Linked DNA regions of Mus musculus: regions 1 and 3 are each linked to region 2. A link is a contact called in public ChIA-PET and HiChIP or PLAC-seq data. All regions are on one chromosome and are shown on one strand. The core of a region is the stretch at or near the end of the contact, and the rest is flanking DNA. Distances in the headings are between cores, read along the strand shown.

What was found. ChIA-PET counts read pairs in DNA pulled down with a chosen protein or histone mark. HiChIP or PLAC-seq counts read pairs in DNA pulled down with a chosen protein or histone mark.
Region 1: a contact with region 2 is called in an RNA polymerase II ChIA-PET map of memory CD8 T cells, with 9 read pairs. The contact joins two enhancer-like sites. A contact is called at or near these places in 1 of 484 Hi-C or Micro-C datasets (muscle stem cells), 3 of 115 datasets of contacts at active chromatin or transcription factors (epiblast stem cells, large pre-B cells and memory CD8 T cells) and 1 of 9 other capture datasets (embryonic stem cells).
Region 3: a contact with region 2 is called in an H3K4me3 HiChIP or PLAC-seq map of the 230-238 cell line, with 5 times the contacts expected there. The contact joins two enhancer-like sites. A contact is called at or near these places in 3 of 115 datasets of contacts at active chromatin or transcription factors (the 230-238 cell line, T-cell acute lymphoblastic leukemia and large pre-B cells) and 1 of 9 other capture datasets (embryonic stem cells).

The regions. Positions count from the first base shown.
Region 1 is chr14:122,062,421-122,065,749 of GRCm38.p6, reverse strand. No RefSeq gene overlaps it. Among named protein-coding and RNA genes, the nearest start is that of Timm8a2, 29 kb to the right of the region's middle. Within about 2 kb of position 1,884, at least 71 of the 459 cell types and tissues checked have an H3K27ac peak or open chromatin away from gene starts, as enhancers often do. A contact at or near this core is called in memory CD8 T cells, where this site is marked.
Region 2 is chr14:122,850,716-122,853,985 of GRCm38.p6, reverse strand. The region is part of intron 21 of Pcca (propionyl-Coenzyme A carboxylase, alpha polypeptide); the gene reads right to left. Among named protein-coding and RNA genes, the nearest start is that of Gm46488, 59 kb to the left of the region's middle. Within about 2 kb of position 1,300, at least 45 of the 459 cell types and tissues checked have an H3K27ac peak or open chromatin away from gene starts, as enhancers often do. A contact at or near this core is called in the 230-238 cell line and memory CD8 T cells, where this site is marked.
Region 3 is chr14:122,156,470-122,159,946 of GRCm38.p6, reverse strand. It overlaps Tm9sf2 (transmembrane 9 superfamily member 2), which reads right to left. Exons shown (of 17, transcript NM_080556.3): 17 at 344-1,298. The coding sequence ends at 1,231. Among named protein-coding and RNA genes, the nearest start is that of Clybl, 23 kb to the left of the region's middle. Within about 2 kb of position 2,011, at least 5 of the 459 cell types and tissues checked have an H3K27ac peak or open chromatin away from gene starts, as enhancers often do. A contact at or near this core is called in the 230-238 cell line, where this site is marked.

The DNA of each region.
Region 1 (3,329 bases), core at 635-3,134, 790 kb after region 2:
CCGATCGCAACCATGACGACTCTTATAAGGGAACATTTCATTGGAGCTGGCTCACAGTACAGAGGGTTAGTCCTTTATTGTCATGGTGGCACACAGGTAGACATGGTGCTGGACTGGAGCTGAGAGTCCTACATCTGGGTCTGCACCCAGCAGGAAAACAGTGACACCGGGACTGGCTTGAGTATTTGAAACTGCAAAGATCACCCCCAGTGACACACTTCTTCCAACACAGCTACACCTTCTAAAAGCGCCACTCCCTAAGGGCCTGTTGAAGTCATTTTCACTCAGACCACCACAACCTGGGTTTGGATCCCAGCATGTCACATGGTGGAATCAGTGCTGAACATCAAATCCTAAAAGCCTACATTAAGCACATGCCCAACTACTGAGCTACTGCACCCCAACTCTAGGCTATTCTTACTCGTGTGTGTGTGTGTGTGTGTGTGTGTGTGTGTGTGTGAGTGTGTGTGTTTTCAGATACACTTGCTTGGGATTCACTAGACGCCAACTGTCCTCTGTCGCTCTCCACTGTACTTCCTGACCCGGGGTCTCTCACTGAACCTGGAGCTCACTGCTTCAGCTACACTGGCAGGTGAGGCCCTGGGATCAGTCTTTTCCCTCCTCCAGTGCTGGGGTCCAGGCACCAGGCACTCACTGCACATGGCTTGGGCAGCAAGCACTTTACCCACGGAACCACTGCCCCAGCTCTGTTCTTTGTGTATCTGCACACTGCCCACTGTTCTACAGAACTTAGAAATTACAGGTAGCTCCAGCTAGAGGATATTTTGGTTTAAAACAACTTCAGTACCAAATGCTCATGCGATCACTGGGGAAAATGGTAGGAAATATTTAGTTCAACAAGTAAACAGGATAGCAGGCTTGAAGATGATTCCACATTTTGATCACAGTGCATTCTAAGAGTAACCTGAATTGAGAGAGGACGTTTCTGTATCTGTGCCTGAGTGAAACGCAGTAGAAGAGGTTGAAGTACCAGTCTTTGCACAGGTCCTCTGGTGCCCTCTTCTGATCAGATGTGGTACTGAAGCCCAGGCTGAAGTGGGTGGGCCCCTTGGGGTTTTGTAAGGGTCCCCCTCCCAAAAGGCCACACTTCTGTTAAACCTTCTGCAAGCAGACTAAGGACTTGGTCAGAACCTCATGACTGTGAGGAGATGAAATGTTGCAAAGTTATCTTGGGCTAGCTTTGGCCCCTGTAGTTGCTACTCATTGCAGATCTGTCTGACATAACACTCTTGTGACCTTCCAGTGTAGCCTTTGGGATGCATGAACAGACCACAAGCCTACATTGTCCCTAAGGTTGAGAATGTGACAGAGCATGCAGCGCTCCCTTCAGCATGGTGAGACCCACAGCAGACATGTCCCCATTTTGCTGTAACACAGGTAAACATGCCTCCACCAATGGATTTGGAAGAGCTTTAGGGGTTTTTCCTGTACTTATAAGAACATGCCATGTATGAACAGTATTTGGGGCAACTTGAATCCATCTTCACAGGCCTTAGTCATGCATTTTGCCTTCAGAATTAACTACTTCTTATTCCCTTTGAGGTGAGAACTGTACTGTGTGTGGATAGAGTTCTGGTAAAGCCAGCGGGACATTTCCTTGGAATAATGTTTGTAAATGCCTAAAGTAAAGCAAAGAGTGGATGAATTACTGTATGGAAATACAGAGACACTAGCACTGGAGTGCAGAATAAACGTGTTTGTGATTTAATAACTTATTAAACAATTAGTAAATTATAATTTCAAAGTTATGAGACATTAAACATAAAAAAGGAGAAATGTTCAGATCTCTATAGCAATGGCAATCTGTATGTAAACACCTGTGGTTTTTGCCAGCGGAAAAGCAGTAGAGGATGTGTTGAGGAAGTTCTCACAGCTGCCAATAACAATACACCACAAACAGGGTGGCTTAAAGTGAGATTTTCATGCTCCTGCTCGCCTGGGAGATGAAGTTCTAAACTCTAGGTGTAGTCAGGACCATGCTCTCTCCAGGGCTCCTGTTTCATCCAGCTTCCGGTGAGCCTGGGATTTCCATGGCTCATGGCTAGACTACTCCATCTTTGCTTCTGTCTTCATGGACTTGTCTATATAGCTTTCATTATGACACGGGACATCCTGAACGGTACCCAGGGAACAGCTATTTCAAGGCAATAAGCATTCACTGTGGTCACTGTGTCCTGCTGTGATCAGAGAGGATGCCCTCGCTGCTGAGCAGGATCCAGACAGCATTGTCAGGTAGCATGGTGCTTTGTGCGATCAACCCCAGGCTTCTAGCATTCCAGAGATCAAGGCAAAGCAGAGACATTTAGATAGGAAGAGTATCTTGTACTGAGGCTTGTAGAACTTGGTTTGGGTCTAGGATGTTGGGAGAATGAGAACCATCAAGACAAATATCAGATGTCAGGAACAGAATAAGATGAAATAAAACCCCAGAAAGATGTTTGATACATAGCTTAAAAGTTGCACTATTTTATTAAGTACACACACACAGAGCCACCTTGGCCATTGTAACATAAGCTAGGGTCATATGAAGAAGAGAACCTCGGTGGGAAAATGCTTCCACAATACTGGCCCATAGGCAACCCTAGGCATTTTCTTGAGTAGTGATTGATGTCGGAAGGCCCAGTCCACAGTGGACAGTGCCACCTTCAGCAGGCAGTCCAGAGATGTCTACGAAAGCAGGCTGAGCCCGTCATGAGGAGGGAGCCAGAGAGCAGCATTTCTTCAGTTCGTGCTTCTAGGTTCCGGCCCTACTCAGTGACTATAAAGTGCAAGATGAAATAAACCTTTTCCTCTCCAGGTTGGGTTGGGTCAGAATTTTTATCACAACAACTTCTCAAGAGGCACACACCACAGTGCTTTACTTTTGACGTAGGTGTTTGAGATTTGAATTTCAATTTTGGATGGCAAGTGAACCTTACTTACTCACTGAGCCACCTGTCCAGCCTGAAGAATTAAAAAAAAATTTTTTTTTTACTTTTTTGTTTTATGTGTATGACTTTTGGCTGTGTGTACATGGGCGCATCGTATGCATGACTGGTGCCAACAGAGGGCAGGAGAGGGCATCGGATCCCAGGAACTAGAGTCATGGGTAGTCGTGAACTGCTGTACCAATATGGAGAATGGTGCTCAGGACCCCTGGGTGAACAGCAAAGGGCTCTTAAGTGCTGACCTATCTCTCTCTCCAGCACTAACACTTCCCCCACCCCTGGTGGAGGCGGGGATTGACTTTTAGAGACAGGATCTCACTGTGTACCACTGACTGGCCTAGGACTTGTTCTGTAGGCCAGGCTGTCCTCAAATCAAAACCA
Region 2 (3,270 bases), core at 51-2,550:
GCCCATTCCAAAAAGACCAGATGATCAACACAGGAGCATGAAGGATTTTCACTCTAAGTTTAGTATCCTAGGTTCAGCATTCTGTGTGTGTGTGCCTGCATGTGCAGTATCCTATATATGTCACCCCAGCCTTAATTTCATGTCACAATTCAGGTCCATATTGCATCCTTCCATGGTAATTTACTGATCACAATCTCAATGGCTTGCAGATGTTGTTCTGTTACATGGAACTCCCCCGGTTCTTTATGAAAACCCTGCTGTCTATGGACTGAATGGAAACACTGTGAGGAGTATACAGTCTTTTGCCACAATAGGCTTTGGTCCCAGTATTTTCCACGTGGAGCCCTCTGAGAAGGCAGTATGCATATGTATACGAGCTTTGCTTCCTACCTCTGCTATTAGCTAACTGAACTTGAGGACAGCAAACCCTAGACTTTCCAGTGATCCCTCAACATCTAGGTGAGAAAAAACGGAGAGGGACAATCAGACTCCCCTCTTGGGAATGACAGAAGGAATGGTTGCAGGGAGAGCATGATCTAAACAGTGGCCATGGACACAACAACATGTATCCATCTGTAATGCCTTCCTAAGGGCTTGGGTGACCAGTCTTTCCTAAAGGTATATCCTGACAGTATGTTTAGAAAATGTGAATGAATTTCTTGCAAATGATATAAACAAAACAATTCCTTAAGAATCCTTAGCATTGTAAGCATAGATGGAAGAGGAGTGCTAACTCTTGTAACTCCTACCATGGGTCATCTCTATGGATTGGCTCCCCCGAAGGCCCTGACCTATGAAGTATTTGAACTTTACTCAGGCAGCCAGTCTGCATGTGGCTGTCAGCTCGGTTCAAATACGGGATAGATCTCAGAAGACCTAACTAGAAATTTAGGAAGTGCCCTGTCTTGTCACGAGTGCTGCCAAAGCAAGTTAGTACAGTAAATACAAGAGATGGCAAGGAGTGCAAGAGTAAAAGATTGCTGTGTGGCCAGTGCTTGAAGTAAAGTGTCTGATGTGGACGGACAGACAGACACACGGCACCAGGCCCCATGACCTTACTGCTGTCGAGAAAGCCATGAGTGGCTGGTGTTTCCCTTCTGAACACACCACACCACTCACTGTCTTTCAGTCCTCACTCCCTCTGCTTCCACTGTGAGACAGGAAAGAGAAAGGGAGGACAGGAGGGGAAGAATGAGGGGAGAATTCAGTGTGAAACTGAAATCACCACAGGCCTGCATTTCTCAGAACAAACCTAGATCTAATCAAAGAATGCATCAGATAGGCAGGAAGGAAACGCAGTGCCACCAAGCCTAAGTAGGCAGAGCGCTGAACACTGGGCCTCTCTGAAGGGCTCCCCACAGAATCACTTGGGAGCTGCCTCAGATGGAAACAGCCCATGTGTGAACAATTTCAGTGGAAGTCATTTCCCACTCCTGTCTGTAAATTTGGAACTATGTAGAGGTCACCAATAGTAAGAGTGGCATCTTAGAAAACTCTACATATGCAGATACACCCACATACAAGAAAGGGCAAGTTCAAACACTTCCAATGAGGTCTTGGTAACCCAGTCAGGTTTTTAATCTCTGAGCACATTGTTTGGAAATTTAGAGTGGCAGTGCAGAAGTTATCACAATGCATCAAGACGGCAGGTACACTAGGTGAGTCTGTCTAAGCCTGGCTTGGTAAATTTAGTTTTTTATTTTGGGAGGCCATAATCCCTATGTATCTAAGCATTTTCCTTAACATGGGTCAGAGAGTCAAGTGTTTCGTGAGAACCTCAGTCGACTCATGTCAAACAGTGTGAATTTGCTACTGACTTAAAATAGGGCCAGAGTTCTTGCCATTTCAGCCTGAGGATCATAAACACAATGGCCACCTGAGACCACAGAGCCGGATATGAGCTACTTATAGTAATACTGAGCCAGGGAACAAGAATAGCAGGAAAACAGCCCATTTTCTTGTGGTGAGGGCCTTTGAAGTAAACTATTTCTTAAACATACTATGAAGTTCAAAACATAAGTCTTTGAAGGCAGGTTATCCTCCTCAGCACAGTGACCACTGCTAATCAATTACTTCCTTTTCCTCTTGGATTTTATTTGTGAAACTGAGACCCATATTGTTGTTCTTTATCTAGGAAACCCACTGACACAAAGTGCTACAGCATTCTTGGACTCATGTCCCAAGATGGAAAAAGCAGCAAGACCTAGCTCAGAGATTCCCTACAGTACAGGAGATGTGCATATCCCCTGCTGTTCTGTCACAGTTTGGCACACCTTCACATCACAGAGCTATGGAAAAAGAAATGAAATAAGGGCCGTGGAGATGCTCAGGGAATAGAATCCTGCTGTCAAGCATGGTGACTTGAGTATGAATTCCCTGGGACATCCACCAAAAAGTTGGTGTTGTAATGCCTATAATTCCAGGGTCAGGGAGGTAGAGGCAGGAGAACCCATGGGACTTGCTGGTTCACTAGTCTAGCCAATCAATACTACCAGGTTCAGTGAGAGAGATCCTGTCTCAAAAAATAAATGAATAAACAGAAGAATGATGGAGGAACACACTGATTTTGACCTCTGGCTTCTGTGAAGGTATGCATCTGCATATGAATATGCACGTAAGTGCACACACACACACACACACACACACACACACACACGCATCCATACACAATGAAAAAGCATATCTTAAATGTCAAACAATCAAGAATATATGTCTTCATTTTTTAAATTAAAAACAAATTATCAGCTGGGATTAATCAGCTGGGTGTGATGTTGCACACCTTTAATCCCAGCTCTTGTGAGGCAGAGGCAGGCAGCTCTCTGAGTTTGAAGCCAGTCTACTCTAAATTGAAGTGAGTTCTACGACAGCCAGGGCTACACAGAAACCCTGCCTTGATAAACAAAACAAAACAAAGCAAAACAAAATTATCTCCAATATTTTCCAATTCATGACTCAGGGCTAAGATTGGTTTCAGCAATCATCTAATACTTCTCAATAAGATGCTGTGGATGGACCAATAACAGTTCAAAAGAAAACTCACAGGCTGACAGCTAATTTCTTCAAATCCATCATTAACTTCACAGTCTTTAGGTGGGAAATACGCAATGAGAACAAAAGTCCCAGTGAGCCAGCTTGTGTGGTTAACAGGTTAGGTATGATGGCAGGCATCACTGAGGCTGGAAGGCAGTCCAACAAAGAGTGTGCTGATGGATAGAGCCAGAGCCTGGACAGCACATGGCTGAAGCCTTTTCAGAGTGGCCAGGAACGGCA
Region 3 (3,477 bases), core at 762-3,261, 690 kb after region 2:
GAAGATCTGTCTGACACCACTGTCATCTGTCAGCTTTCCATATGAACTGGTTCAAACTTGCCAGATGTAAGAAAGTTATTAGTGAGCTCCTAATCTAGGACAAGAATTATTTGTGAAACCCACTGCAATCATGAGGTAACAAATGCTAATGTGCAGACCAGAGAGCCTAACTCATGCTGTGTGCAAGGACAGGGTTGAGTCTGTAATCCAGGGGGGCCTCCAATTCACTGTGCAGCCCAGAGGGACACACATCATCCTTACGCCTCACCTTCCAAATTAGAGGTATTACAAAGGTGTGCTCCTATACCCTGCTGACTTAAAAAATTACTACACTTTGGAACGTAAGTCTACAGTGTAAATTTTTAATAGTAACAATATAAGGCCTGCATTTAAGTTCTAAATGTGTCATTTATCTGACCAGACAGGCATGACTACAATTTTTATCATTCCTTCAGAGTGAAAATTCAGACTTGACAAAGCCCGACAGTTTCACTTAAGTGGAAACAGAAAGTGTGTATCCACAGTATTCAATATCATCCAATAAAATAGTATAGTGGCCAACACATTTGTATTCACAGAGTTTTCTTCAATATGCAGGGAGTGATACAATGAAGACATTTTTACAATATTTATTAAGATAACAAATTTATAAATTCAAAGACTCAGAGGCACATAGTTTAAAAGGCCAATACCATGGGAATAATGAAGTCAACACAGAAAAGTAAGAAGATATGAACAATTATAACCAATACAAGATTTTTAAAAGCCACATTCCCCCCAATGAACATGTCATAGGAATCATCCTTCAAAATTACCATGATAAAAAGTTATTTCCTTCAAAGAAAAATAATTCTTTCCACCTACCGAGTCTAGAAAATCCTATTTACAATCAACTGTCCAGTCTTTCATCAGTATTATGGCCTCCTATAATCTGCCATTAGAAGTATTGAAAAGTTTATAGCTATCGTATTTACAAATGCACATAATATTTAAATCTGCTCTTCACTGAGAACAACTGAATATATACTTAATCCAATCACAATACAAATGCTTTAGTGTTGAAACACATCTTGTAGGTGCAGGTGCATGGGAGAGGTGGACTTGGAAGTATGTTGTTTCTGAAGGATTACTAGGCCAATAAGTCTGAGAAAACTCAAGGTAGTCACAAAACAGGTCTTTGTGGATGAAGATTTAGTTTATTTCTGTTTTAACTGGACACACTGGGCTTCTTCAGTCCACTTTCACCACACTGTATATTTTGGTAACAAACCAAAAGCATGCAAAGAAGCCAATTGTTCCTATAAAAGAAAACACACAAGTTCATTACTTTACATTAAGAGATAAAACAACCAAACCCACATGTAAAATGACCAGTTCTTTTAAAAGAACTTTTAAAAGTTCTTTTAAACTCTTGTGGGAAAGGAATGTAATACAGCTCTGTGAGCTGTTTTGAAGAAAACCACTTAAATTCCTTACAAAAACATTTAGAATTTCTTATGAGATTATCCAAATTTTCCATAGTACACATTATCTAACCCCCACCCCTCCTCCTTTTTTTTTTTTTCTGAGACAGGGTTTCTCTGTGCAGCCCTGGCTATCCTGGATCTCACTCTATAGATCAGCCCGCCTCTCCCTCCTGAGTGCTAGGATCAAGGGCGTGCGTGTGCCACCACTGCTTGGCTCTTTTTGCTTACATGCATCACTGAGTTAAAAAATGAAAGCATGTCACACTGTGGTTCCCATTTAAGATTTTTTTTTCAATCACAAAATGGAACTGCTACCATTTTTTGCTAGACAGACTGACAGGATAATTAGATGGATATTTCAAACTATAGTTGCTAGAAATTAGTAGTATTCAATGTGTAGTAAGAGAACCCAGAAGTTTCTGCAATATATGCAAGTGATGCAAGCAGGGTAAGAACAAAGCGCCCAGCACAGAAGCAGGCAGTGCACAGCACTCGGCCGTAACACTGTGCATGGTGAAAGTTAACCACACGTCTAAGTCCACTGCTTCTTTTGTGGTTGAAGTGGGCTTGAAGACAGCCTCTCAAATAAGCAAGCACGTACTCTACCACTCGGCGGCACTCTCAGCTACACACACACACACACACACACACACACACACACACACAGACAGAGCATTTTTTTCTCCTAACAGTCTTGCTAAGTTATCCAGATGGGTCCTGAACTCCTAAGTAGATAGGATTATAGGCCTGTAAATCCATTTCCTGACCAACCACATTAAAGAGATGTCGCCATTGGTCTACTACATGGAAACCATGTGCCCTCATTTAAGCTACCTTCATCAGCCTCGCAAAGCTCAATGAGTCTTGTCAGAAGTGTGGCCAAAATCCAATCTATTTTGTCTATTGTGACCATGTGTGTGGGTGTTTAACATAGAGCAGAGTGAGTTTTCTCCTTCCTCACTGGTTCTGAGGATCAGACTTAGGCTGTCAGGTTTGAGCCCAAGGGTTTTACCCTGAGGTACTTCAACAGCCACAACAAAAGCTCTTTAACAGCTGTGACTATATACAGCAGTGGTTCTAAACCTATGAATTGTGACTTCTTTGGGTCACATGAGATATCCTACATATCAGATATTTACATTATTATTCATAACAGAGAAAAATTAGTTATGAGTAGCTATGAAATACTTTTATGGTTGAGGATCACCATAACATGAGGGACTGTATTAAGGGGTGACAACATTAGGAAAGTTGAGAACAACTTCTATGTGGAATAGTGCAATTGAAATGGCAGTATGAAAAATCTGGCAACAGTAATGTCTAATGAACAATTACTTCAGGATCAACACGTGATGAATCTGAGCTGTTCCAGCAGCACTCATCTGTGCTGCACCACACTCACTGCAGCCTTGAACACAGAGCATGCTCACAGCATCACACATGCCACAGACCACCAGTCAACACTGCCTCAGACACCCAGCTCAGATTCCAGATTCCAGCAGTCATGAACTACAGTGCCTTTAATGTATGTAACAGTTATTTTGTTGTGGAAAACAAAGACCTTTACTCTTTTCTAACCATTATTTCTCATCATATATCATGTAAGTGGATCTTAGGATTACAGCATGTTAGACAAACAAGCACATCTAGTCAATCAATTTTTAAAGATTCCATTTTATTATTTTTAAGATCACGTGTTTATGCATGGGTATGCACAGATGCCCTATGACAGGGGAAGTCAGGGCTACAATTGCAGGTGGTTGTGAGTCACCTAACATGGGTTCCAGGATCTAAACTCAGGTCCTCTGAAGAGTAGTACATACTTTTTAACCACAGAGCAATCTCTCTGGTCTCTGCAAAGTTGTTTAATCTTTAATAAATGGTTAAATTATACACCAAACAATTATTTTAAAATAATGTTCTTTATTATTAATCAGCAAGTGTTTAATTTGTATACCCACTTTAAAGCTGTAAAGCAGGGGGCATGGAAATGTCCTCCAGTGGAAAAGCT